Linked DNA regions of Ovis aries: region 2 is linked to region 1. The links are chromatin contacts, called in public Hi-C maps. All regions are on one chromosome and are shown on one strand. Each heading gives the region's core, a stretch centred on a gene start, on an enhancer-like site or on the middle of the called end of the contact. The rest is flanking DNA. Distances are from core to core; before and after follow the strand shown. Region 1 holds the start of MCTP2 (multiple C2 and transmembrane domain containing 2). Region 2 has its middle 46 kb from the start of MCTP2.

Region 1 (7,661 bases), core at 2,154-4,653:
TTTTAGAGAAGACTCTAACACCCTGGGCAGAGGTTCTAGGTGACCACAAACCTCGCCCTGTTTAAACCGCTCTGGCTCATTTAAACAGGCACCACGTTGCTAATGTACCTCCCTCCATGACAGGGCTTCTGAGGGCACGAGAGCTCCAACAGCAAAGCAGCACATGGGACCCACAGAAGACACATCAGCCGTTTCAGTTTTAAAAACTGAAGTTATTAGACTGTCTTGCAACCAAGCATATGTTCAATCACCATACTGACAACAGGATTGTTAATTCAGGGGTCAAATATCTTGTTGCTCATGTGAATTAACAAGCAAGGCTGGAAAAAATCGGAGTAGTCGATTTTATTTACAAAGCAGAAATAGAGACACAGATGTAAAGAACAAATGTGTGGATGCCAAGTGGGAAAGGTTGGGGTGGGGGTGGGTAGTGGGAAGAACTGTGAGATTGGGATAGACATATATACACGACTATGCATAAAACAGCTAAGTAATGAGAACCTACTGTATAGCTCAGGGAACTCGACTCAATGTTCTGTGGAGACCTAAATGGGAAGGAAATCCAAAACAGAGGGAGCATATGTATATGCTTGCTGAGTCACTTTGTTGTAAAGTAGAAACTAACACGGCGTTGTGAAGCAACTATACTCCAATAAAAATCAAAAAATGCAGGGAGTTCTATTGTTTTTTAAAGAACTGCTGCTGCTCCTAAGTCGCTTCAGTCGTGTCCGACTCTGTGCAACCCCACAGATGGCAGCCCACCAGGCTCCCCTGTCCCTGGGATTCTCCAGGCAAGAACACTGGAGTGGGTTGCCATTTCCTCTCCAATGCATGAAAGTGAAAAGTGAAAGTGAGGTCGCTCAGTCGTGTCCAACTTTTCGAGACCCCCATGGCCTGCGTGGGACTGCACGACATGGTTAATAGTGCCTGTAAGACTTGGTTCAAACCCTTTTTAAATCAAGCAAGTCATTGTAACAACAGTGTATGGAAGTCAGCCACTGTATGAGTCCAGCGGCAGTCCTAAGTGCTGCTTGTGGTTATGCAGTGAAGTTATACTGTTAGAACAATACCAGTATTTATTCACTGGGTGAAATATATTAGAAAGAGGCAGATGACATGTATGGGCAATTAAAAACCAAAAACTCAAGGAAGATGGACAGAAGAGGGTAGGTACTGTGGTGAGAGAGAAGAGACACGACCTTAGATTTCTATGATCTTCCGACGCTTCACTTTCTGTTAGCATTTAATGATTGAAAAATGCTGTTAGTCATTGTCAACTTGTGGTTAGGCTACAGGAACCACAGAACAGGAATTCCACTGCGGCAGGCGTTTTAGAAGCAAAAAGCTTTTTGTGTGGGTTCATTTACTATTTTAACTCGGTTGTATCCTCAGTCTCCTTTAAAGGTGTGGCTGCAAAAAAAAAATAAAATAAAAATAAAGGTGTGGCTGCTATTTCTCCTACCCAGGGTGCCTCTTCCTTTTCTATGTCATTTTCCGTTTCCTGGGCTCTCACAGGTAGGGTGGTAGCTGCATGGAAAACAGTGGGGAAAAGCCCAGGTTTGACCCCTACCTCAGGTTTCTCTGAGTCCAACTCCTCACTTGATTCATTCCTTCAGGCTGGTTATTTCATGGTTCTGAGGTTAACTTTCCTCATCTTACCTGAGGGATGCTATGAACTTTCTCTCAGGTTTGTGAGCATTAAACATGATCACGTGTTTCATGCCAAGCTAGAAACTGGTCATCAGTTTTGCTCATCACCAGTAGCTGTTATTGAGAAGTGTGCTTTTCACCATGATGGCAGCACTCCTAATATTTCCTCCTAAGTTTTCACGTTTTCTAACTTTTTATCTCCCCAGCCTCCATTTCCTACCCTACTCTTATCATCACCTAACCTCTCTTAAGTGCTAAACATAGGCTAGAACACTATGCTAAGTACTTTATATAAATGAATCATTGCTCAGAATCTATGCAAGTTTATTACATTAATTCCAGGCGGTTTTTTTTTTTTTTTTTCTCTCTCTCTCTCTCTCTCTCTTTCAAAGGGAGAGTTGAATTTCAGACTTTAAGTGAAGTTACTGCTTACACAGCCAGTTGCCAAGCCAGGATTGGATGTGAGGTCATTCTGACTTCAGCCTCAGTGGAGCTCTTCTAAGCCACCAATTACATCAATTACACTCCTCACCAGCTCACAGATCCACAACAACCTAATAAATGCCAGGTCGGTCTGACAACCAGTTTAGCGTGTTTAACTCTCTTGTATCTAATTTCAAAGCTATTTTCCTGTGGGTGGTGGGGTGTGTTGTGAATTCCCGACCTCCCAGCGGGCAGGAATCTTACAGAGCATCTGCTAAGCACCCAGCGCCTTGCAGGGCACAGACTCGGAGCCCAGTAGATGAAGGTTTAATAAGGAGAGAAAGTGACAGGGCAGAGATAAAGAGTAAACACAGTGCAAGATTAGAGCAGGAGGAAAAGAAAAAGGAAGAAGTAGAAAAAACTCACGGGTAAGGAACAAAAGCAAATGTTTACTGAAAGTCTTAGTGTCAGTCATCGCACTTAGGGATCTTTAAGAGACTCTTGAGTGTTCCAGCAGCTCGAGAATGTCACCTCTTTAAAGATGAGAAACGGGAGTTCCGTGTGTTTGGTTGGCCGATTTCCACCATCAATCGCGCGCACGTGGCACGGGTTTCATGGGACGCTGGCCTCCAGCACCTCTTAGGGTCTGCGTCGTAAAAATGGAGGCGGCTCCCCTCGCACTGAACCTTTGCCGCTGCTGCTTAGTCGCTCAGTTGTGTCCGACTCTCTGCGACCCTACGGACTGTAGCCCACCAGACTCTTCTGTCCATGCGATTCTCCAGGCAAAGATACTGGAGAGGGTTGCCAAGCCCTCCTCCGGGGGATCTTCCCAACCCAGGGATCTAACCCAGGTCTCCTGCATTGCAGGCGGATTCTTTACCGTCTGAGCCATTTAGGGAGAGAAACGGTGTGCGCGTCAGCGAGACAAGCGATTAAGCAATTAGACGTTTGCCAGCCACACTGGCCCACACTTTGTTCTTACCCTGCACTACAACGCGAGGAATCTCAACTCCCTTAGCCAGACTTTTTGGACACATCTTTTTCCTGTGCATCAACTCAGACGAAGGAGATAAACGTAACCGCTTCCTCTTCACCGAGCCAGAAGCCAGCGGCGGAGCTTCCTCCCCGCAGCCCGCGGCGCCCCTCCGCCCGGCTCCTGGCGCGGAGACGCCGGGACCCGGGCTCCAGGGCGGTGCGCGGCCGCCTCCCAGCTCCGGAGGCGGGGCCGGCGGGGCCGGCGGGGGCGGGGCGCGGAGGCGGGGCCGGCGGGAGGCGGGGCCGAGGAAGTCGCGCTGCCCTCCGCGATGCCCGGGCCCGCCGCGTCCCGGCGGCTCTCGGAGCTCGCGAGTGGCGGCGGCAGCAGCCCCGAAGGCGGGGTCCGCGCAGGTAAGGGGCTCGCGCCAGCCTTTCTGCAGCTCCCGGGACGCGGCCTCTGACGGGAAGCCGCGCGGGCCAGCGGGGCACCCGGGCTGCTCCTTGCTCTTGCGAGGAGGGCAGAGGTGTCCGCTGCCAACAGAACCCGGGATCCTGAGCGGCCGGGAAGGGAAGCCAGTGGAGCTGCCGGTTCAGGAGTCAGAAAGGTACGCCGAGCATCGGGGTGCGGGAGAGCGCACCGGGGCCTGCCCCGGGATCTCTTCGCATTTTGAAGGACCTACGTTTGGTCTCCTTGGGTACTCCTTTCTGCAGAGGCCAGTCCCTCATTTGGGCGGAATTGGATGCGCCCCCTTCGTGGAAACCCGGCGAATTCGCTTGGGTTCCTTGCGCAGAGAGCCCACTGATAATTGTGTATAGGTTTCAGAGTGTCTGGTAACATTAAAAAAAAAAAAAATCGGCGGTAGTGGTGGCGAACTCGAGAGGCAATTGCTTCAGCAATTAGTTCCCTAGCGCACTGTCCATTTGTTAAGCAAATGGTGCGTTGATGGCGGGTAAATCTGGGTGAGTTTCCGCGAAGTGGATTAGAGCGTCTGAAGCAACTTGTGTGCGGTATGTGTGGGTTTTACCCGTGCCTCGGTGCTTACCGAGCCTGCTCTAGAAATTTCATCTGCATCGGACACTTCGAGTTACCGAAAAGCCTCGCGGTGAACCTGGGGACTCTAGAAAACCTGCTTCACCGACGCACCAAATCACAAACAGGTCTGTGGTTTACAATTCCCATTAGCAATCACTTTTTGCTTGGATCAGCAGCATTTCAACTTAACTGATGTTAGGTGCACGTCTGCCAAGGGGGGAACCTCTAGGAGAGCACACAGGCTGGTGTGCTGTGCGGTAGCACAGGTGTGGATACAAAAGGGAATTTTGGGGCAGTCCTTTCTCGCAGGTGGATGTTTAGATAGCAGTGGCACATTGTGCTTTTGTTTTTGCGGCACCTGTTTGATCTTTGGTGATAAGCATTTTAAATATAGGGAAAATAAAAATCTTTAGAGGATATTTATCGTTAGCCTGGTCACATCCAAGTGGCAAGGATTTTCCAAACCATACTTAAAATAAGGTTAGTTTTGTTGTTCAGTTGCGAAGTTGAGTCTGATTCTTTGCAACTCTACCGACAGCAACACCAGGCTCCTCTGTTCTCCACTATCTCCTGGAGTTTGCTAAAACTCATGTTCATTGAGGCTTTGATGCCATCCAGCCATCTTGTCCTCTGCTGCCGCCTTCTCCTCCAGCCCTTAGCCTTTCCCAGCATCAGGATCTTTTCCAATGAGTCAACTCTTCGCATACGGTGGCCAAAGTATTGGCGCTTCAGGATCAGTCCTTCCAGTGGATGTTCAGAGTTGATTTCCTTTAGGACTGACCTGTTTGATCTCCTTACCGTCCAAAGGACTCTCAAGAAAAGTCAGCTCTATACCAAGCACCATGCTAGTCACTTTCCTTAAAATGTTGCTTAATATTCACCAAGGGGATGTTATTCTGAATAAATGAGAAACTAAGGCAGGGGAAGATGCAGGAATTTGTTCATAGGAACTGGTGGACCTGGGAGTTGAGTGTGGATATTTCTTAGTTCAGAATCCATGCTTTTTCACTATTCCAAGTTTCTGTGAGACAGTGTAAATCTGCAGATTTAATAGAAATGAGAATTCAGATTTACACATCTTGAGAGCTATAGTTGTCATTTAGTTGCTACGTAGTGACCAGCTCTGCGACTCCATGGACTGTAGCCCACCAGGCTCCTCTGCCCGTGGGATTTCCCAGGCGAGAATACTGGAGTGGGTTGCCATTTCCTTTTCCAGGGGATCTTCCCAACCGAGGGATCAAACTCTAAGTCTCCTGCTTGCCAGGTGGATTCTTTGCCACTGAGTCACCTGGGAAAGGCATTGTGAATAAAATGAATATTATTTTCATTCTCTTTGGGTTCTTAAACTGAGACCAATCTGGGACAAGATGAACAGTATTTTAAAAAACAGAACATTTATTACGTGTCTTCCTTAAGATATTTTTAAGGAGACTCCCTGGTGGCTCAGATGGTTAAGCATCTGCCCGAAATGCGGGAAACCCGGGTTCAACCCCTGGGTTGGGAAGACCCCCTGGAGAAGGAAATTGCACCCTACTCCAGTACTCATGCCTGGAAAATTCCATGGATGGAGAAGCCTGATGGGCTATAGTCCATGGGGTCACAAAGAGTCGGACACGACTGAGCAACTTTACAATATAGCCAAGTTGGGCAAATTAGTAAAACTTTATATATATCCTGTGTGTATTGCATATTGAAGTATCAGCTAATTTTCATATTGTTCATATGCTTTAATGTATTTCGTCTTGATTTCTACCCATAGTTTACAGGTAAATAGAGGTCACTGTTGCCACCTAGAAAGGACTTTGTGTGTATGTATAAATCTATAACCATAGCTGAATGTATATAATATTTATTTTAAAAGGTGTATCTATTTTTCCTTAAATGTCTCTCTAGAAGTATAGAGACTCCAACATGCTTATTTAGGAGAGAATCCTAAAATACCAATTTAGCCTTTTGCGTGAATGATCCATAACAGCTCAATGGATGATTTCTTTAGTGCATGTAAACCGCACAAGTGATTTTCAAATTAAAGTTATTATACTGTTTAGGATGAGAATGAAAATAGTACTTAGAATTTTAAATACTATCTTCTGACATGGAGAGCACTTGGCTTCTTAAAACCTTCCTTGCAATTGCTGGTAATTACCTAAGAAAATTGAGGGGTTTCATGTTGAAATTATCTTTAGGTGTAGAAGAAAGTGTTTTCTGTTGAAGAAAGGCTTTTTGCTTGTGTTGAGAGGATCAGGTAAATATTCTGCCTAGATTGTGTTTGGCACATTTCGCCCCCACCTCATCTTCCTTGTATAGAGAAATTGACAAGACACCTTGAACTTCTTAAAAGCATTTGAAGTCCTTCCTGGCTGGTGTTTATAAAAGTGTGGTTGGCTTGGTTAAGATGCTGTAAGGAAGGGGCAGGATGGACGATGTTTTGGAGAAATTCACAGAACAGCCAAAGGGCCAAGGAGAAGCGTGTGCATGGGATGTGAAAGGGGCAGTTCCAGATTTTGTGATACTTGAAAGGTAGACAGTAAGGGGATCGTCATTAAGAAAAATAATACCAAATTAGCTATGAAAGTGAATGCTTACCTAGAACGGAAAAAAATTACAACTATTTGCTGGTGATTGCTTTCTTGTTCCTACTGAGATCTTTTGGGGCCATTTACCAGAAAAGGCTTACATAAAAATGCTTCCTGATTGCACCCTTGTCCCTGAGAACACCCAGCATCTCCTAATGAGAGGCTTGAAGCTTTTGGTGCAGAGGCGGGGTAGGGGGTGCTGCCTATGCCAGTGAGAGACCAGAAATTGAAGCTCTCTCACCTTCAAAGTGTGAGAGCACCTGTTGTGGTTGGAGGCAAAGAATTAATGGTCCACTGAGCAGAGAAGCTGCTGGTTGGTGTGGGAGGGATCGTGGGCTCATTGTGGTCTCAGGGCCCGTCCTTCCCAGTGAATAGTTGTGAGAGGAAGCTCCCATTGGTTCCGCTTCAGTTGGTTCTCCAGGTATGCCTTTGAGTGTTGGCGCCATTTAGTGAAGGTTTTCTGTGTCCCATGCACTAAGGTTCTGATTGCCGGGGAGCTCCTGGTCTCCTGGAGCTTATTTCATTGGTGACAGTATGGTGTTGGTGCCAGTTCCGAGGTCCTGATGCTTGAGCTGAGTTTGGAATCATGGGTGGAGATGCTGAGATGGAAGAGTGTATGGGATGACGGCCGTTGGAAGCCCTGGAAGTTTGGACCCGCACACCGTCCTCCACTGATGCAGAGAAGCCCGGTAGTCAGTATTTTTCCACAAGTGTTCCCAGGCCAGCAGCACCCGCACCCATGTACCTGCAATGAACTTGTTAAAAATGCATGTTCTCAGGCCCTATCCCAGGCCACTTGAATCAGAAGCTCTGTGTTTATGGCACAGCAGTCTGTGTTTTAAGAAGCCTTCCAGAAGCTTCAGGCGCATGCTATAAAGTTTGAAAACCATTGCTTTTAGTGTTTAAGAGAACTGGTAGGGCATAGAATCCCTTGGGAAGATGAGAGGAGTGAGATTAGTGCTAAGGTTTATATATTATTATTGTAATATAGTTATATTGATAGA
Region 2 (7,661 bases), core at 1,706-4,205, 47 kb before region 1:
AAAGGCAGAAATAAAACTGTCACAGTTTGCAAATGACATGATACTATTCATAGGAAATCCTAGAGACACCCCCAGAAACTACTAGAGCTCAGCAATGAATCTGGTAAAGTTGCAGGATATAAAATTAATACCCAGGAATCTGTTGCATTTCAATACATTAACAACACCAGTCAAAAATAAAGAAACAATTCCATTTATCATTGACTGGAAAAGAATAGAATACCTAGGAATAAATCTACCTAAAGAGGCAAAAGATCACTACTCAGCAAACTGTAGGACACTGATGGAAGAACTTGAAGATGACGCAAACCTGGAAAGAAATACTGTGTTCTTGGGTGGGAAGAATCGATATTGTCAAAATGACCATATTACCCAAAGCACATTTCTCCTGCACTGGCAGGCAGGGTCTTTACCACTAGCACCACCTGGGAAGCCCAAGCAATCTACAGACTAACGCAATCCTTATCAATATACCAATGGCATTTTTCACAGAACTAGAGGAAAGAATTTTAAAATTTGTGTGGAAATATTAAAAAAAACCCAAATACCCAAAACAAGAAGAACAGAGTTGGAAGAATCACTGTCTCCCTGACTTTTAGTCTGTACTACAAAGCTACAGTAATCAAAATGATATGGTATTGGCAAGAAAAAACAGATACACAGATCAGTGGAACAGAAATAGCCCAGAAATAAACCAACACACTTATGGTCAATTAGTATACAACAAAAGGAAGCAAGAATATAATGGAGAAAAGACAGCCTTTTCCTTTCAGTCCCAGGGGTGCTGGAAAAATTGGACAGATGCATGTAGAAGAGTGAAACTAGAACATTCTCTAACACCATGTACAAAAATAAGCTAAAAATGGATTAAAGACCTAAACGTAAGACTAGCTACTGTAAAACTAGAGGAAACCATAAGCAGAACGGTTTTTGGCATAAATCACAGCAGTATCATTTTTGATCCATGTCCGAAGGTAAAGGAAACAAAAGCATAAATAAACAAATGGAATTTAATTAAACTTAACAGATTTTGCAGAGCAAAGGAAAAAAACCTACCAAAAAGGAGAAATATTTGCAAGTGATTTGGTGAATAAAGGATTATATCCAACAAATATAAACAGGTCACATAACTCAATACCAAAAACACCAAAAAACAAACAACTCAACCAAAAAAATGGGCAGAATTGAATGACATTTTTCCAAAAAGGAAATGCAGCTGGACAACAGGCATGTGAAAAGGTGTTCAATAACACTGATCGTCAGTAAAGTGCAAATCAAAACCACAAGATACCACCTCACACCAGTCGGAATGGCTATCATCAAAAAGAACACAAATAGCAAATGCTGGTAGGAGGTGCAGGAAAGGGAATCCTCATACATCGTTGATGAGAATGGGAACTGGGGCAGTCAATGTGGAAAACAGCATGGAGGTTTCTCAAAAAATAAAAAATAGAACTACTCTTTGTTCCAAGAATTCCACTCCTGGGTAGATATCTGAAAGAAACAAAAAACACTAATTTGAAAAGATGCATGTACTTCAATGTTTATAGCAGCATTTACAATTCCCAAGGTACAGAATCAACCTAAGTGTCCATCAACAGATGAATAGGCGAAAAAAATGTGATATATATATATATATATACATATATATATATATGTATACACAATGAAATACTACTCAGACTGAATGGAAAAAGAATGACATTTTGCATTTTCAGCAACATGGATACTCTTGGAGGACATTATACTAAGTGAAATAAGTCAGGCAGAGAAAGACAGATATGAGGATATCAAGCAGATATCACTTGTATGTGGGAAATAAAATATACAACCAACTAGTGAATAAAACAAAAAAAAGCAGACTCACAGACATAGAGAACAAACTAGTGGTTACCCGTGGGGAGAGGGAAGGGGGCAGGGAAAAAACAGGGGGAAGGGGAAAAAGAAGGGTTATTATGGGATTGTATAAATTATGTTGCAACTTTTAAAAATTGTAAGTTACGATAGAATTTAAAGCATCTTTTACTCAATTAAAAATAAACAGAAACAAAAAATTTAAAAAGTGAAGCAGACAAAAAATAGATAACATGGTTCATTTTATGCTATGCGTTTTTTAACCACAATTTTAACAATAAAAATAAAGGAATGGGAGGGAAGTGGTGGGGAGTTAAATATTAGCTCTGTTTTTGACAGATAACTTTACCTTTTTTTTGGTTTCATTTTTCTTCCTTATTGAAGAAATTGATCTAAATAACCTTTAAGGTCCTTTCCAGTTCTAAAATCCAATTTCATAGCTATGGGGGACTATCTTATCCGTTGACTCGGAATAAAACAAAGTCCTCTATAGTACAAAATGTTGGCCTCCTTATCTTCCCCAAAATCCCTCTACAATGCCTAATAATATCAATGAGATAGTCTATTCACACTCACTGCTTAGTAATAAGCTTCCCACAAAGTAATTCATGCCGGAATAACATGATGAGAATTTGAACAAGGATAGAGTTTATCTTAAGGTAAATGAGTACCTAACTGTTAAATATTCATATCATGGTCATTATGTTTTTGATCATGAATCTTTATTGCCTTGAGAAAGAAAAATTAGAGCAAAGTTCATCAGAAGAAAAGATATAATTATTTTAGAAATTATCCTAATGTCAAATGAAGACGAAGAAGGATAGAGAGATGAAAAGGAAGAAGCAGGGGAGCAATGTTGAAGGTGAAGATTGGTGGGCTTTCGGAATGCACCAAAGGTGCTTCTGAGACTTCAGTACAGATGGATTAGAGTAATAATGATACAGTGAATATTTGTAGAAAGGATGGAACCTATGCTGAAATACAAAGATGAGAGCTTGGGTCCAGAGATAGAGCCATCTTGATGAGACAGAAGGGTTTCAGATGGAGCTGAGACAGAGGAACAGCCAGTCTTGGGCTGAGCCGTGGAGTATGGCTGCAGTTAGCCTCAGTCATCACATTTGCAACAGGTGCTTTAGATGATATATACAAGTCAATAAATAAGGAAGTTCCTGAGCTGGATGCAAACAGGAAGGATGAGGAGGTGGTGATGACAGAGGAATGAGGCCAAAGAGGCAGAAAAATGAAAGTGAAAGGCTTAGTTGCTCCGTCGTGTCTGACTCTTGTGAAAATGGCAACCTACTCCACTGTTCTTGCCTGGGACATCCCATGGACAGAGGAGCCTGGAGGGCGTCAGTCCATGGGGTCGAAAGAGTCAGAGATGACTCAGCAACTAAACAGTAACCACAACCACAGTAGGAAAGAAAGATGTGAGGATAAGTGTTAAAGGAGAATTTATGAGCCAAACATATTGCTAAAACCAACAGCAAAAAATTAGCTAACTTATGCAAACAGCAGTGTATTTGGAAGAATTGGGGGTAACTATCAAAATTCACAGGAAGATCAGATACCCAGGCTCAGAAAAGGATTGAGCCAAGGGAGATTGGTTTCAAAAAAGACATGTGACTTCACACCACAGAATGAACTCAGATTAGACTGCCACTACTGGCGCGGCTGCCGCTGGACACTCAGGCTAACAGCACAGGTGTCATCCTTCCACACTTGCTGACAACTCAAAACGGAAACCCCCAACTCTTGTCCCGTGACTCAGAAGCCTGGTGGCAGGTGTCTCATTGGCTAAACCTCCATCACCTCACTCCCTCACTGCCGGGACTTTCAACGTACTTGAGTCTTCTGCTTCAGCACTCAGAGCTGGGGCACACTCAGTGTCTTACCAGGACACCCAGGGTGAAAAATTCCCTCCAAACGTGAGGCTCTTACAGCCACGAGTAGCCGAGAGAAGAGAAACACGTCCACCGCACGTCACCTTACCACTTTGCAGACCTGCAGTTCACAAACAAAAGCAAAACAAAGCACACAAAGGCAAAAGGCCTCTGCCTACTTAAAACCAACTCATCTTCGTACAACTGAAAGTATTCTGCTCCCCAGACCAAGTCAATAAAATCTCTCCTTTTTAATCACGTTCCAGTCCCAAGGCCCCTGGCTAATATCTATTCCTTTCGTTTTGGTTTTGTAGCAATTTGATTCTGATATATATTTTTTAATTTTTATTTTTACTGTATTTTACTTTACAATACTGTGTTGGTTTTGCCATACATTGACATGAATCCGCCACGGGTGTACATGCGTTCTCAAACATGAACCTCCCTCCCACCTCCCTCCCCATAACATCTCTCTGGGTCATCCCCGTGCACCAGCCCCAAGCATGCTGTATCCTGCATCGGACATAGACTGGCGATTCATTTCTTACATGATAGTATACATGTTTCAATGCCATTCTCCCAAATCATCCCACCCTCTCCCTCTCGCTCTGAGTCCAATAGTCCGCTCTACACATCTGTGTCTCTTTTGCTGTCTTGCATACAGGTGGTGCTGGGAAAACTGGTCAACCACTTGTAAAAGAATGAAACTAGATCACTTTCTAACACCACACACAAAAATAAACTCAAAATGGATTAAAGATCTAAATGTAAGACCAGAAACTATAAAACTCCTAGAGGAGAACATAGGCAAAACACTCTCTGACATAAATCACAGCAGGATCCTCTATGATCCACCTCCCAGAATTCTGGAAATAAAAGCAAAAATAAACAAATGGGATCTAATTAAAATTAAAAGCTTCTGCACAACAAAGGAAAATATAAGTAAGGTGATTCTGATATATTGAAAACCACAAAATAATGACCGTCAGTGAAAAAAAAAAAATCCCCCGCCATATCAGGACACAAAAGACGTTGCAGCCCTCAGGTTATCACATTGCAGTGGCCTGACCGTGAGCCCTGAAGGAACTCAGGGCAGAAACAGGATGTCTGGTGTCACGCTGTCAGCCGTGGCACCGCCCCCAAGGGCACACTCCAGAGAGACTCACAATGGGAAAAACGCAGGATACTGGCCCCAGATAGTTGAGGTGCTACCAAAGGAATGATTTCATGATTAACATGTTAAGATGTTCTGACTACCTGATTTTTGCTGCAAAAATGGTTATATATATGTGTATATATATGTATATATATATATATACACACACATATATATCCTGGCTCCACGCTTACCTCTTCAGAATGTCCCAGACTCATGTCCATAGTTTTGTCTGAGGAATAAAACAAATAAAACATAATTCTCAAACTTTTAGGTTGTACTTTTTTTTCAGTCAACATTATAAATGCATATGCAATCTTGATGGAAAGAGACAAAAATAAGGAAGTTAGCTGAAATATTTACATGATACAATGAGGAAGGAAATTCTGGGCAATGACTCTAGGCATTTTCTCTGCAACAGGTCTGTGATGTGTGTATGTGAAAGTCACTCAGTCATGTCTGACTCTTAGCAACCCCAGACAGTCCATGGAGTTCTCCAGGCCAGAATACTGGAGAGGGTTGCCATTTCCTTCTCTAGGGGATCTTCCCAACTCAGGGATTGAACCCAGGCCTCCCGCATTGCAGGCGGATTCCTCACCAGCTGAGCCACCTGGGAAGACCAAGAATACTGGAGTGTGTAGCCTATCCCTTCTCCAGCTCATCTTCCCAACCCAGGAATCCAATCGGGGTCTCCTGCATTGCAGGCGGATTCCCTACCAGTTGAGTTTCTACTGTAGGCAACATTAACGGCTTACCTACACCACAGCTCACTGCTCCATGTCTTCACTGCTTCCTGCCACACTTCGGTATCTGGAATGACTCAAAATGTTACATGTAAGTATTTTAGTGCCTAGTAGTCCTGCATGTGTAGGGTTACAACAGTCCTTCAACTGTCTTTCACTAACTTTTTCACTCTCTGTAAAAAAAAAATGCTTCAGCTATGCTTTGGATAAGAACAGAGAAGAGATTACATGATATTAAATAAGCCCCACTGTATAACTATCAAATGATATCCTTTACCATGGGGCTTCCCTGGTGGCTCAGACAGTAAAGAATCACACTGTAAGATTTTAATTATAAGCCAGCCTATTCCTGATTTCTTCAGGAAGGCTTAAGTAACATAAAATTATAAAAAAGATGGCTGTATTCCCAGTAAGTAACTTAAATCCCCACTCAAATTCTACACAAGTGGTCCCAACTATTTATTATCAAAATAAACACTTTTAACAAAAGCATGTTTAATAACAAATTGAAATAACTCTATAGCCTTAAACCAAACCTTGGTTTTACCTAGGAAGATAGCGAATCATATTTGCTTTGCTTTAATTAAACTGTTTTCTATTCAAAGTAGCCTCTTGATGAAAGTGAAAAGGAGAGTGAAAAAGTTGGCTTAAAGCTCAACATTCAGAAAATGAAGATCATGGCATCCAGTCCCATTACTTCATGGGAAATAGATGGGGAAACAGTGGAAACAGTGGCTGACTTTATTTTTCTGGGCTCCAAAATTACTGCAAATGGTGGCTGCAGCCATGAAATTAAAAGATGCTTACTCCTTGGAAGAAAAGTTATGACCAACCTAGATAGCATATTAAAAAGCAGAGACATTACTTTTTCAACAAAGGTCCATCTAGTCAAGGCTATGGTTTTTCCAGTGGTCATGTATGGATGTGAGAGTTGGACTATAAAGAAAGCTGAGCTCAGAAGAATTGATGCTTTTGAACTGTGGTGTTGGAGAAGACTCTTGAGAGTCCCTTGGACTGCAAGGAGATCCAACCAGTTCATCCTAAGTGAGATCAGTCCTGGGTATTCATTGGAATGACTGATGCTGAAGCTGAAACTCCAATACTCTGGCCACCTGATTCAAAGAACTGACTCACTGGAAAAGACCCTGATGTGGGAAAGATTGAAGGTGGGAGGAGAAGGGGACAACAGAGGATGAGATGGTTGGATGGCATCACTAACTCAATGGACATGGGTTTGGGTGGACTCTGGGAGTTGGTAATGGACAGGGAGGCCTGGTGTGCTGCGGTTCACGGGGTCGCAAAGAGTCAGACACAACTGAGCAACTGAAATGAACTGAACTGAACTGATTCAAAGTAGAATAGGAAGTATTTCACACTCAAAAGTCTTATGCTATGTGCAATGGTTATAGACTGTATTGTGCCCCTTATTCATATGTTGAAGTTCTAACCCCTAGTACCTCAGAATGTGAGTATATTTGGCCCTTTAAAAAGTAAGTTGAAGTGAAGCAGTTAGGGTGAGTCTAATATGATCTGACTGTGGCCCTTATCAGAGAAGGCAATGGCACCCCACTCCAATACTCTTGCCTGGAAAATCCCATGGATGGAGGAGCCTGGAAGGGTGCAGTCCATGGGGTCGTGAAGAGTCGGACATGACTGAGCACGACTTCACTTTCACTTTTCACTTTCATGCATTGGAGAAAGAAATTTCAACCCACTCCAATGTTCTTGCCTGGAGAATCCCAGGGATGGTGGAGCATGGTGGGCTGCCAGCTATGGGGTCGCACAGAGTCGGACACTGAAGTGACTTAGCAATAGCAGTGGTCCTTATAAGAAGAAATGTGAACACGTACAGAGACACCAAGGACTTATTGGCGCAGTGAGAAGGCAGTCACCTGCAAGCTGAGGAGAGGAGTCTTAGAGAAAAACCAAACCTCAGAAAAAAACAAACCACAGCTTGGTCTTGGACTTCCAGCCTCCAGAACTAAGAAAAAACTAATTTCTGTTGCTTAAGTCACCCACTCAGTGGTA

Evidence for each region. A called contact is a pair of places that touch in the nucleus more often than the background predicts.
Region 2: a Hi-C map of blood shows a contact between it and region 1, with 5 times the contacts expected there. The contact joins the enhancer-like site here to the promoter of MCTP2 in region 1. A contact is called at or near these places in 3 of 16 Hi-C or Micro-C datasets (all in blood).

Annotation. Positions count from the first base shown.
Region 1 is chr18:12,265,427-12,273,087 of ARS-UI_Ramb_v3.0, reverse strand. MCTP2 (multiple C2 and transmembrane domain containing 2) reads left to right here and starts at 3,403. Exons shown (of 22, transcript XM_060401994.1): 1 at 3,403-3,459.
Region 2 is chr18:12,311,930-12,319,590 of ARS-UI_Ramb_v3.0, reverse strand. No RefSeq gene overlaps it. Among named protein-coding and RNA genes, the nearest start is that of MCTP2, 46 kb to the right of the region's middle. Within about 2 kb of position 2,955, at least 3 of the 54 cell types and tissues checked have an H3K27ac peak or open chromatin away from gene starts, as enhancers often do.